3 separate regions of the Mus musculus genome follow, and regions 1 and 3 are each linked to region 2. Evidence: chromatin contacts called from public Hi-C and promoter capture Hi-C data. All regions are on one chromosome and are shown on one strand. Each heading gives the region's core, a stretch centred on a gene start, on an enhancer-like site or on the middle of the called end of the contact. The rest is flanking DNA. Distances are from core to core; before and after follow the strand shown.

The links. A called contact is a pair of places that touch in the nucleus more often than the background predicts. Capture Hi-C pulls out chosen DNA fragments and counts their contacts.
Region 1: a Hi-C map of B cells shows a contact between it and region 2, with 5 read pairs. The contact joins the promoter of 4930522P08Rik here to the promoter of Eps15l1 in region 2. A contact is called at or near these places in 1 of 484 Hi-C or Micro-C datasets (B cells) and 2 of 9 other capture datasets (liver and pancreatic islet).
Region 3: a contact with region 2 is called in a promoter capture Hi-C map of liver, with 3 times the contacts expected there. The contact joins the promoter of Ankle1 here to the promoter of Eps15l1 in region 2. A contact is called at or near these places in 2 of 9 other capture datasets (adipose tissue and liver).

Annotation. Positions count from the first base shown.
Region 1 is chr8:70,508,124-70,511,926 of GRCm38.p6, reverse strand. 4930522P08Rik (RIKEN cDNA 4930522P08 gene) reads right to left here and starts at 1,441. Exons shown (of 2, transcript NR_151735.1): 1 at 1,274-1,441. Uba52 (ubiquitin A-52 residue ribosomal protein fusion product 1) reads left to right here and starts at 1,510. Exons shown (of 4, transcript NM_019883.4): 1 at 1,510-1,589; 2 at 2,293-2,406; 3 at 2,545-2,631; 4 at 3,399-3,664. The coding sequence starts at 2,304. The coding sequence ends at 3,595.
Region 2 is chr8:72,420,219-72,423,771 of GRCm38.p6, reverse strand. Eps15l1 (epidermal growth factor receptor pathway substrate 15-like 1) reads left to right here and starts at 2,298. Exons shown (of 24, transcript NM_007944.3): 1 at 2,298-2,367. The coding sequence starts at 2,335. It overlaps Gm46043 (a long non-coding RNA gene), which reads right to left. Exons shown (of 3, transcript XR_001778581.2): 1 at 1,992-3,553.
Region 3 is chr8:71,404,673-71,408,510 of GRCm38.p6, reverse strand. Ankle1 (ankyrin repeat and LEM domain containing 1) reads right to left here and starts at 2,499. Exons shown (of 9, transcript NM_172756.3): 1 at 2,414-2,499; 2 at 2,172-2,324; 3 at 1,727-1,832; 4 at 1,538-1,649; 5 at 762-1,298; 6 at 469-640. The coding sequence starts at 2,475. Babam1 (BRISC and BRCA1 A complex member 1) reads right to left here. Exons shown (of 9, transcript NM_026636.2): 9 at 3,739-3,838. Gm39193 (a long non-coding RNA gene) reads left to right here and starts at 2,500. Exons shown (of 2, transcript XR_870504.2): 1 at 2,500-2,635; 2 at 2,792-3,163.

The DNA.
Region 1 (3,803 bases), core at 192-2,691, 1.9 Mb after region 2:
CTCCAATTGACAGCCATTCACAAATGGAAAATTATCTTCTCCAACAGAGTCTTACTGGATATACCAAGCACACTTTAAGGGCAGGCCACAAAATGAACTCAACAGTAGTTTTGGAGGTGTTTGCCTCATGCTGTTTGGACCTTTTGGTTGCATGTTATGGTTTCCAACTTTGTTTTACAAATGTGTGAGCTTATGCCTGTGTTTCTCATCCTATTCTGGTTTTGTTTTATTTGCCTGTTTCTTTTCTAATTAAAAAAGAAAAAATGTGTGGCTTTGAGTGGGTAGGGACCTGGGGAGAATCTGGGGCGTCGTCTTGAAGGAAATCCTGATAAGTCTATACTATATGGGGAAAAAGAGCCTACTTTCAATTAAAAAAAAAAAAGTCATTTTCCCAGTTACCTCCACATCTGCTTTTTGCCTGGTGCACTGGGAAATAGTTAAGAAACGAAGAGCCACACAGCCAAGCTCATAGGAAAGTTAGCTCTGCAAGGTCTCGTGATTGTACTGCTTGTCTGAAACAGGAGCTCACTGCGGATGCTCCACTTTGTGGACCACAGTGGCCTTGAACTTCCAGAAATCCGGGGCCTCTGTCCCCCAACTGCTAGGATTCATTTCTTTTTTTTTGTTTGTTTGTTTTTTTTTTGTTTTTCGAGACAGGGTTTCTCTGTGTAGCCCTGGCTGTCCTGGAACTCACTCTGTAGACCAGGCTGGCCTCGATCTCAGAAATTCACCTGCCTCTGCCTCCCAAGTGCTGGGATTAAAGACGTGCGCCACCACGCCCGGCCTAGGATTCATTTCTATTGCCTGTGCGCGCCGGTTAAAGCTGGCGAACAACTCGGGTCGGTCCTCTCCCTCCACCATGATGGTAACGTGCCTTTACCCGCTGAGTCTTCTCATTGGCTTTGGAGAAAGCGGCTTACTCTGTTTTGTTTTGTTTTTTGGTTTTTCGAGACAGGGTTTCTCTGTGTAGCCCTGGCTGTCCTGGCACTCACTGTGTAGACCAGGCTGGCCTCGAACTCAGAAATCCGCCTGCCTCTGCCTCCCGAGTGCTGGGATTAAAGGCGTGCGCCACCATGCTCGGCCTAGGATTCATTTCTATTGCCTGTGCGCGCCGGTTAAAGCTGGCGAACAACTCGGGTCGGTCCTCTCCCTCCACCGTGATGGTGATGGTAACGTGCCTTTACCCGCTGAGTCTTCTCATTGGCTTTGGAGAAAGCGGCTTACTCTGAACCCCAGCCGACTGGTAGGTAGCGCGGGCTAGCCTAGTACTCACCGCGGTCCGCCTGTTGCGGTGACAGCACAACGCCTCAATTACACAAAAACCTGTCCCCGCCGCGAAGGCAGCGGAGAAGGCTCCCGCAGGAGCTGCTATCACTCATGTGTTAAGCTCCACCCGGAAGCGGCTCCAGACAGAACGACTATTCTCGCCAGGACCCAACATGGCGCCCGGCGAAGCCCGGGGCGGGACGACATGCGGCGCGGATTGTGACGTAAACGCGCAGCGTGCTCAGTGCGCAGGCGCTCTCAGAGGAGACTAGGGGGTTTCCGGTTCCGCTGTCCTCTTTCTCTTCAACGAGGCGGCCGAGCGGGTTGGTGCCGTCCGCGTCGCGGCTGGGCTGTTGGCGGCTGGGCCTGGGCGGGGACGCGGCGGGGGTCGGCGAGGCGACTGTAGGGGTTCGCGGGCGCCGCTTCGGCGTCGTGCATGTTCGGTGGGACTCGGCCGCCAGGACCTGGGCGCGCGGCGGGCACGCGGCAGTGCAGCCCGGGCGCTGCGGGCGGAAGACCAAGGGCACTGACCTGAGCTCCAGGGCGAGTTCTGGGCCTAGCCTGAGATACAATGCGCGTTTGGGTCCAGTGTTGGCTGCAGAGGGAGTTCAGGGCCAGCCTGTGCTTGGGGGGGGGTGGTTGTGGCCCCCAAGGCTGGAAAGTTTGCCTGGGTTAAACTTCGTCTTAAAAAAAAAAAAAGGCTAAACTGTGCGTGGCGGTGAACTGCTCTCACCTCAGCACCTGAGAAGCAGGGCATAGTTGAGTCCAGCCGGCCCTATTGAGAAGAAACCTTTGCTGTCCGATCCTTCAGTTGGAAGGCACTCTTGCTGGGGTGGCAAGCTGTTGGGTAGGATTTCCCGACCCACCGGGTGGTGGTGACTGGCAGAGTGGGACTGCTGAGCCGTAGTCCGCAGCAGGATTTGGCTTTTTGGTAGTAAAGGTAACTAAGAAATAAGCAGTCTTAGGTGGTTAGTAGAAGCCGACGGACCTCTGTCTTTTACTCATGCGTCTCCTTCTGATGTGTAGCAGACGCCAACATGCAGATCTTCGTGAAGACCCTGACGGGCAAGACCATCACTCTTGAGGTCGAGCCCAGTGACACCATCGAGAATGTCAAGGCCAAGATCCAAGACAAGGAAGGTGGGCTGTGCTGTTCAGGGCGTTCTCCTACGGGTGGGAGCGCTTAAGGATCTTGGTCTGCTCGTCTCTTGAGTGAATGGGGTCTAACCAGCTTCTGCAGGAAGGAGTTGTGGCCAACCTGGTTTCTCTCGTGCACAGGCATCCCACCTGACCAGCAGAGGCTGATATTCGCGGGCAAACAGCTGGAGGATGGCCGCACCCTGTCCGACTACAACATCCAGAAAGGTAAGGGCTGTTTTGCTTGTCTGGTATTGTAGGTGGGGGCTGGCGTCCGACTGCTATTGCGGTCGTTGGCATGGTTGACTTACGTATTTACTGTGGGTATTTATTTGTGATGGCTCTGAGGCAAAGGGCAGAAGACCACTTTTCTAGCCTTGTGTGGGCTGAAGGGATTGAGCCCAGCTCACCAGACTCACCTGGCTGCCCCTACTTACCAAACCTTTACTTTGGTTTTGTTTTTGTTGTTTGCTTTGAGGCTAAGTGTCAACTTAGACCCAGGCTGTTTGGAACTCGTGGTAGCTCATGTTAGCCTCAAACCCATCGGAGCCATGCTGTCATCTACTTAATCCCATGTTCCAAGTCCCTGTCATATTCACACACACGTTCTGTGCATCTCTGTGTAGCACTGACTATTCTGTTGCTTCCCATGTGCTCAGATTAAAGGTGTGTGCTGTCACATCTGCTTGCCTGTTCTCTGTGTGGGTGTGAGAGCCTGAAATGTGGAGCACTGGGGGTTGGGGGTGCCGGTGTGTCCGCATCTGGATGCTTGCTGTGCTGTCTGTGGGGCTGCCTCCACTGGACATGTTTCTTGCCCTCGTTTGACTTGTGCTCTCACCAGACTTGTAAAGTTCCCAGGTGCCTACCATCTCACCACCAGTGTCTGTCTGCCTCTGTAGAGGAGCCTCTTTTAGGGTGCTACTTGGTGTCTTTGGGCAGCCCACCTCACTGTCCTGTATGAGCTCCTGCCTTCAGCTGCCTGTTCTTTTTCCCAGAGTCCACCTTGCACCTGGTGCTGCGTCTGCGCGGTGGCATCATTGAGCCATCCCTTCGTCAGCTTGCCCAGAAGTACAACTGTGACAAGATGATCTGCCGCAAGTGCTACGCACGCCTGCACCCTCGTGCAGTCAACTGCCGCAAGAAGAAGTGCGGCCATACCAACAACCTGCGCCCCAAGAAGAAGGTCAAATAAAGCTGTGGTCATACCTGGCATGTGACCCCGGGACCAAATAAAGTCCCCTTCCATCCACTGGAGCAGTAATTGGTGTCTAGAGTGACTGTTCTGTTGAGGGATCGGTGGGGAGGGGATCTCACCATGTAGCCTAGGCTGCCCTTGAACCTTGGAGGCTGGGGAGGCAGTAAAGACTGGTACTGGGCAGCAGGGTGAACCAGTGGGTTAG
Region 2 (3,553 bases), core at 1,049-3,548:
ATTAGTGGGTATGTGGCCTTGTTGGAGGAAGTGTGTCACTGGCGGTGGGCTTTGAGGTTTCAAAAGCCCACACCAGGCCCAGTGTCTCTCTGGATTAGATATAAGTGCTCAGCTACTGCTTTAGGAACATGCTTTTCCTGCTGGTTACCATGCATCCTGCCATCATGGTCATTGACTCTAAGTCTCTGGAACTGTAAACTCCCTCCACCCTCACCCCGATAAACTCTCTTATACATTGCCTTGGCTGTGGTGTCTTATAGCAACAGAAAAGACACCAAGTGCTAGGATGACAGGTATGTGCCATGATACATGGCTATATTTCCTTAATCCACCCCCCTCCCCTTTTTTTAAGATAATGTTTCACCATGTAGTTCTGGCTAGCTTATAGCTCCTTATGTAGACCAGGTTGCCTACAAACACATGAGATCTGACTCTGCCTCCTTGAGGGCTGAGATTAAAGGCATGTGTTACCACACCTAGCTGGAAAAGTTTTTAAAATTTTTATGGGCTAGAGAGATGAGTCTGTGATTAAGGGCACTTGCTGCTTTCTCAGAGGATCTCCGTTCAATTCTCAATACCTACATCAGGCACTGGACAACCACTGATGCCCTCTTCTGGCCTCTGCAGGTGTCTGCACTTATGTACACAAACACACATACACAGAGCTTTTAAAACAAAGATTTGTGTTATGTGTATGGTGAGGCAGCTGGTCACACAGCATCCATTGTCCTGGCCTCCAGCACATGGAACAAGTGTGTGTGTGTGTGTGGGGGGGTCTTCCTTCCTCAGCTTAGTCTAGAAATTCACAGTTGTAACCCAGAGCTTTGTCTCCTATATGATTCTAGATCCTGTGCAGCTGGCAATCAGGATCAGTCACAACTACCTCAAGAAATCAAACACAGTGGGACTGAGTGTGGCGGTATATGTGTACCATGTTTCCCAGCACCTGTGTAGTGGTTTGAATGAGGATGTCCTAAGGGGCAGCAAGATAGCTCAGTGGGTAAAGATGCTTGCGGCCAAGGCTAACAACCTGAGTCCTATCTCTGTGACTCATGGTGGAAGGGGCCATCCAACACACAAATCTTTTAAGATGTAAGTTAAAATGTAACTTAAAAAAAAAAAAAAAGACAAAGAAATACCAGAGTAGGGGCTGGTGAGATGGCTCAGTGGGTAAGAGCACCCGACTGCTCTTCTGAAGGTTCGGAGTTCAAATCCCAGCAACCACATGGTGGCTCACAACCATCCTTAACAAGATCTGACTCCCTCTTCTGGATTGTCTGAAGATAGCTACAGTGTACTTACATATAATAAATAAATGAATCTTTAAAAAAAAAAAAAAAAAGAAATACCAGAGTAGCTGAAGATATAGTTAGTTGGTTAAGGGTGCTTGTTGCTTTTCCAGAGGACCCTAGTTCTGTTCCCACTCATATCGGGGGTTGGGGGCTCATAAGTGCTTTTAACTCCAGCTCAATGGCATCTAATAAACTCTTCTCTCTTGGGCAGGCATTGGCACGAGCACAGCAGGCATATACACATAAAAAAACAACAAAAAACACCAGATGTCAGGCTACACCCACATCTGCAAGCAATCAGAACCCAAATCTGTTTAACAAGCATACTGAGTGGTACTAACACTGCATATGGCCCAAGTTAGACTTGAGCACCATGGTACTTTGTTGTGTGCCACTGTCTCCATTTCCCCGGGAAAAGTTCAGCAAACCCTAGGCATTAGTAGAGGCTACTAGAGTGGAGAAGTTAAGACGGTGCCTGGGTTTAGCCAAGCTCCGATTCACAGACCCAGACTGGAAAGTGCAGGGAGCTGGAGTGCAGCGGTCTGGAAGGGAGCCCTACCTATCCCTTGGGTTCCCTGCCTCACAGGAGCCTCCAAAGCCAGGGGCTCGGTTTGCCCACTCCAATCAGGAGATGCACACGAGGCCCTCCCCACCCCCACAGACCGACTAGCCCGCCCACTCTCGGCCCACTAAACTTACGAGGCTCCGAACCTTCTAGTCACGCTGTGCTTTAGGCTAGGCTCTCTAAATCACCCGGTACGGCCAACTCTGGTAAGGCTATGCGACAGAGCCTTCCCCATAAAGGCTCCGCCTCCAGCCAGAACTGCCCCGCCCTCTCCACTGTGATCGAGGCTCCGCCCTCTTACTGCAAAACTTCTCACGGGAGGACTTGGATTCCCTTCTGCGCACGTGTACTCTGGTCCTGTGGCCTGTCCTTGCGCTGGCTGTGCTGCGCGCGCATCGCATCCCTCCTTCGTACTAGTGCGCAGGCACGGCCCCGCCCCCGTTCCTTCGGCGCTCCGGAGGCCGAGTCCGCACGAAGATGGCGGCGCCGCTTGTACCCCTCTCGCAGCAGGTATGGTGCTGGGGTGCGCCGTGGGGCGGTGCGGACGGTGGTTGCCGCGAGAAAGATAAGTCGTCGCGGAAGCGCGGCTCCAGGGGACCGCGGAGGCGCGCGCTGAAGGCTCAGAGGCTGAGTGGCGGGGGCCGGGCGGTTCTGAAGGTGACAGGCCGGAGCGGCCCGCATACTCTTGCGCCGGGCGACCCCCGAGCGGCTGCGAAGAGGTGATGGGGCGCGGCCGCTGCGTATGTCTGCTCCGTCTGGGGCCTGGCCAGGTTAAGGGACGGGGGGGGGTTTGGGGGGTGGGCGCTGTTGTTCGAGCCGCGTCGCGCTTCGTCCCCGCGGAGGCGAGCGAGAGCGGTGGGCCCGCCGCCAGTCTTTGTCTCCCGCGGGGTCGGGCGTCGGGGCGGGTGGTGTCCCATACTGGAGTCGCAAGGGGAACCGGGACACGCCCGCTTCGCCTCTGGCCGCCCAGCCCTCCTTCCCCCGAGATCCGCTTCCGCTGCTCTGTGCGGTGCGAAAAGCGCGGATCCTACGCCCCCAACGGTATGCACCAGTCTTCGTCCTCAGGGTCGCTGGATGGTTTTCTTGAACGTATCAAATGCTACAGGGACGTACAGAATAGCAGTGAGAAGGCCATTGTGCTTCTAGCGGAAAACATTCATTCATTCTTCAGCCACTTTCTAACGTGCTTGGGATCAGGTGCTTGGGAGCTCAGCAGTCTCTCACTGACAAAGTCTCTAGTTCCAGGTGACATCCATAAGAATTAGAAAGTATTCCTGTCCTGCTAATTTGCCAAATTACCCGTTTGTTCCACACAGCATATTATATGCACTTTGCTAGAATCGTCTTTCGCAGGGTCATGGTTACCAGGAGGAAGCATTTTATATTCAGATCTCGGCTCCAACTCTGGAAGAGTGTCCTTGAAGCAGGCTTCTTAACCTCAGCATATCAATTACCTCATTTGGAAAATAGAGATGTAAAATGCATTAGCAGAAAACTGTGGAAAGCACATTTTGCCTAACACATTGGAAGCTCTTTTGTTACCCGTCAATAAATTCGGGTGTTTGGGACTAAGACAAGAGCAAGTATGAATGCCAAAGCTGGTAAGAACTGCTTGGCAGGCTGATGCACCCAGGTCACCTGGTCTGAAGGAGAGGGCAATACAGGGTGGTTAAGTCCTGGAAGGACCAGCCACCAG
Region 3 (3,838 bases), core at 1,250-3,749, 1.0 Mb after region 2:
TGGCAGACAGGGAGAATGGCCACTGTACCCACTTCCAGGACACCATAAAATGGGTACTCACAGCTAGAACTGACCCCAGACACCAGGCTGGCCTCGAACTCAGAAATCTGCCTGCCTCTGCCTCCCAAGTGCTGGGATTAAAGGCATGCGCCACCACTGCCCGGCCCCAGACACCATTTCTAAAGGAGGTGGCAAACAGAGAAGACTAATCCCTTCCCTAGGTACACACAGTGAATCAAGAGCAAATTCCTACTGTTTGTTGGGGGTTTTTTGTTTTGTTGTTTTGAGTTTGATGTTACAACCCTGACCTGAGATCACAGTCTGATCTTATAAACCATGAGATGGAGGCAGAAACTATCAGCAAGGGGTAGCCCTTCCCCTACCCAACCAGAAAGGAACTTGCAGAGCGGAGTTTTGCTCTGCACAGTCATCCTCTAATTTCAGCCCCTGGCTTTTCTGTCACCATACCTGGGGTCGAGAAGTAGATACGTAAAACTAGACTTTGTAATGCCTTCCCGCCACTTCTTCAAGGGATCCAGCCGCTGAAAGCACTGAGCCAGGGCTTCCTCATCCACCTGGCAGTCAGGGATGGTGCCTGTCCTTAGTGCCTCCGCCAGTTCTTGGCTATGCCCTACATCAGCTGGGGAGGGGAAACGGATTCAGGGTGGAGGACAAAAGCTGGTGAGGGTGGTTTATCTAACAGCCAAGGCAGGATTCCTGGAGTGTAGCCAGACTCTGAATACCACCACCTAAGGACTCACCACGGCTAGCCTGGGCTTCCTGCAGCCGCCGTAGATAGTGTCCTCTGGTGAAAGGTGTGACGGGTCCAGGGCTATAGCCCAGCGCCCGCAGGGCCTGGAGGAGCTGCAGATCCGACATGGGGGGCACCGAACTGTGGGGGTGCAAAGCCCCCAGATCCCCATCACCAGGCAGTACGGGTTTGTCCGTGTCCCTTGCAGTCAATGTCAGGACCTGCGGCTGGCAGTTGGGTGCTCCCTTCCCAGCTGACACAGCCCCACGGGTTACCCACAAGCCAGCCACTAGCTCCAATGCCCCCCCAGGGCGCCCGGGCTGCAGAGAGTCCTCCACTGCAGTGACAAACGAAGCATCGCTGCTGTAGTCTGAGTTCTCGGTGGCCTCAGAGCTCTGGGGATGCACAGCCACCTCTACAGCCTCCACCTCCAGCTCAGCTCTATGCACGTGCAACTCCGAATCTTGAGAAACTCCAGAAGACTCTGCTAAGGCAGGTCCTTGGCATGTTTCAGTTTCAAAGCTACCCTGGGCTACATGAAACGTCTCTGCATATAGATGTATAAATGTATGGATAAATAAGTAATCAGATATAACACAGATATAAACAGGTATGATATAGACATGATAAATGATATAGGTGCGAGATGACTGACAGGTAGGTAATTGGCATGATAGTTATGTGACCGATAAGATAGACCATGGATAGTGATTGACACGATAGATGTACAAACAGAACTGGGCCGGGCAGTGTGGTAGCCCGGTACACCCCCTCAGTTCCTCTCACCTGTGGGTTCTCGGGTCTCATCAGGCTGGGTGGGCGTGTCCAGCTCCTGCAGCACTCGTGCGCAGTTGTGGTGTCGCTGCTGTAGTGCCCAGTCCAAGGGCCTGAGCCCATCCTGTGCAGTCACCGTCAGCAGGGGGCGTCCTTAACCCACCCTCCTGCCACCCATGTGTGCCTGCGCGGGGTACTGACCTGGTCCCGCAGTGTGGGGTCACCTCCTCGGCTCAGCAGCAACTCCAGAGCACCACAACAGCCCCACGCGGCAGCCACATGCACAGGCGTCAGCCCCTCCGCGGACCTGGGATCCCCAAAGACAGAGGAGAGGTGTGCGGCGTTGGTTCCTTTCCTAGGCAGTCTCGCATAGCCCAGGCTAGCCATGAACTCCTGCTCCTCCTGCCTCAGTTCCCCGTGCTGGGATGACCGGTGCCCACTACCATGTGAGACTCTAATTCACGGTCATCCTCTTGCCTCAGTCTCCCAGAGTGCCAGATGACAGTTATGGGACACCTTGTACCCGACCTTGGAAGCAGACATTTCCATCTTAGACCTGACTGACGCCTCGGACCCGGAGCCTGACGTCCAGTGCCGCTGTCCCAAGTCACGCCTACCGCACCCAGGGACCCGGGCCGCGCCTCACCGAGCATTGGGATCCGCTCCCCAGCGCAGCAGCATCCGAAGGCAATGCAGGGCGCGCGGGTGGCTCGCTCTGGCTGCCAGGTGCACCGCCGCAGCGCCATCGTCCAACACCAGGTTGGGGTCCGCTCCGAGGCGCAGCAGCTCCTCCACAGCCCTGCAGGAGGACGAGCACAGTAGACCTCAGACCTCCTGACCACCCGGGGAGCAGAAGGTCGGGTAGCACCCGGACCCGGCCGCCCTCACCGCGCCTCCTCCTCGCGTAGTGCTGCTAGCAGCCTCAGAGCCAAGCATGCAGTATCGGCCATGTCCCATAGGAGTCACCGCCCTCTGCAGTTCAAATTCGCGCGGCAACTGTCTACGCACGCGCAGCCACGCCCACCTCTGCTTCTGGCCCCGCCCCACGCCGATCGGGATTGACTAGCTGCACCCTACGTCCGGAGCAAGCCAGAGGGACTCCAGGGTTTGGTGCGTACATCTGGGATGCCAGGAGAATTACAGCAAATTCCAGGGGAGCTGGGGATAAAGAGCGGGGCCTCTCTTTGTCTTTAACAAAACAAACTCCTGGATACCCCTGACGGACCTCAAGGTATTCAAAAACTTACAGTCATTCTCCTGTCTCAGCCAACCGAGTGCTGGGATCAGACTCCCGAGGAACAGCATGGCACAGCTGAGTTGGCTGTAGCTCTGTGGAGTAGAGCTTTGAGAGGACCAGCGAGACGGCACAGCTGGTCAAGATGCTTGCTGCCAAGTCTAGTGACCTGGGTTCGATACCCAGAACCCACACATTGGAAAGAAGGAACAGGCGGACTTCGACACGTGTGCCTGGGCCGGGAGCCTGCACAAGCACACGCACGTGTGCACATACACATTAATTAATTAAAAAATATAAAGAGCTTCATTTTCCTTATTTGCAAATGGGAGTACAGGGCTCAACACTAAGTGCCCAATAAATGCAAAGGCCAGAAAATCAAGCTGACCTACTTTTTAAATTAACTAAAGTGTGTGGGTGTTTTGCTTGCATGACCAGAAATGGGGCATCGAATCCCCGGAAAGTGGACTTGTGAGACCCCGTGTGGGAGCTGAACCCGGGTGTTCCGCAAGAACAGCTTGTGCTCTAAATGGCTGAGTCATCATAGGCTCCTGGCCTATTTTTTATGCACCGTTTGATCCAGTGCTTCCCAATGCGGGCCCTGCTAACCTAGAACTGGCCTCCTCATGTCTCAGCCGCCTGTATCAAGGTGAGCCCAACTCCCACCCACTGCCATTTTGTTTTCTATAAATGGAGAAGGTGGACAGGTTGAACCTCTGGTCTGACCTGGGGCTGGGGGGTTCCTGGGTTTCCCTTCCTCTTCTAGGGCGCACACCCTATGTCCCCATCCTTGCCTAGGACATCAGGGTTCCAAACCCTAGGCAGTGATTGCTCATGGCGAGACCACATGGCTACACAAGTTCAATCAGATCAGGATACTGAGATTGGGGGTGACAGGTGTCATCAGAACCCACTTCCCACTTGGAGCTGGGACTTTTGTGTATCTAGGAGGTCCCAAATATGACAGCCATACCAGTTCCACTTTCAATAGATCTTCCCTGTTTCTGGAGGACTTTCTGGATAAAAGAACATCTGGAGTGGGTTCTGTAGGATGAAGAGGAGTTTGGAAAGCGCAGTGA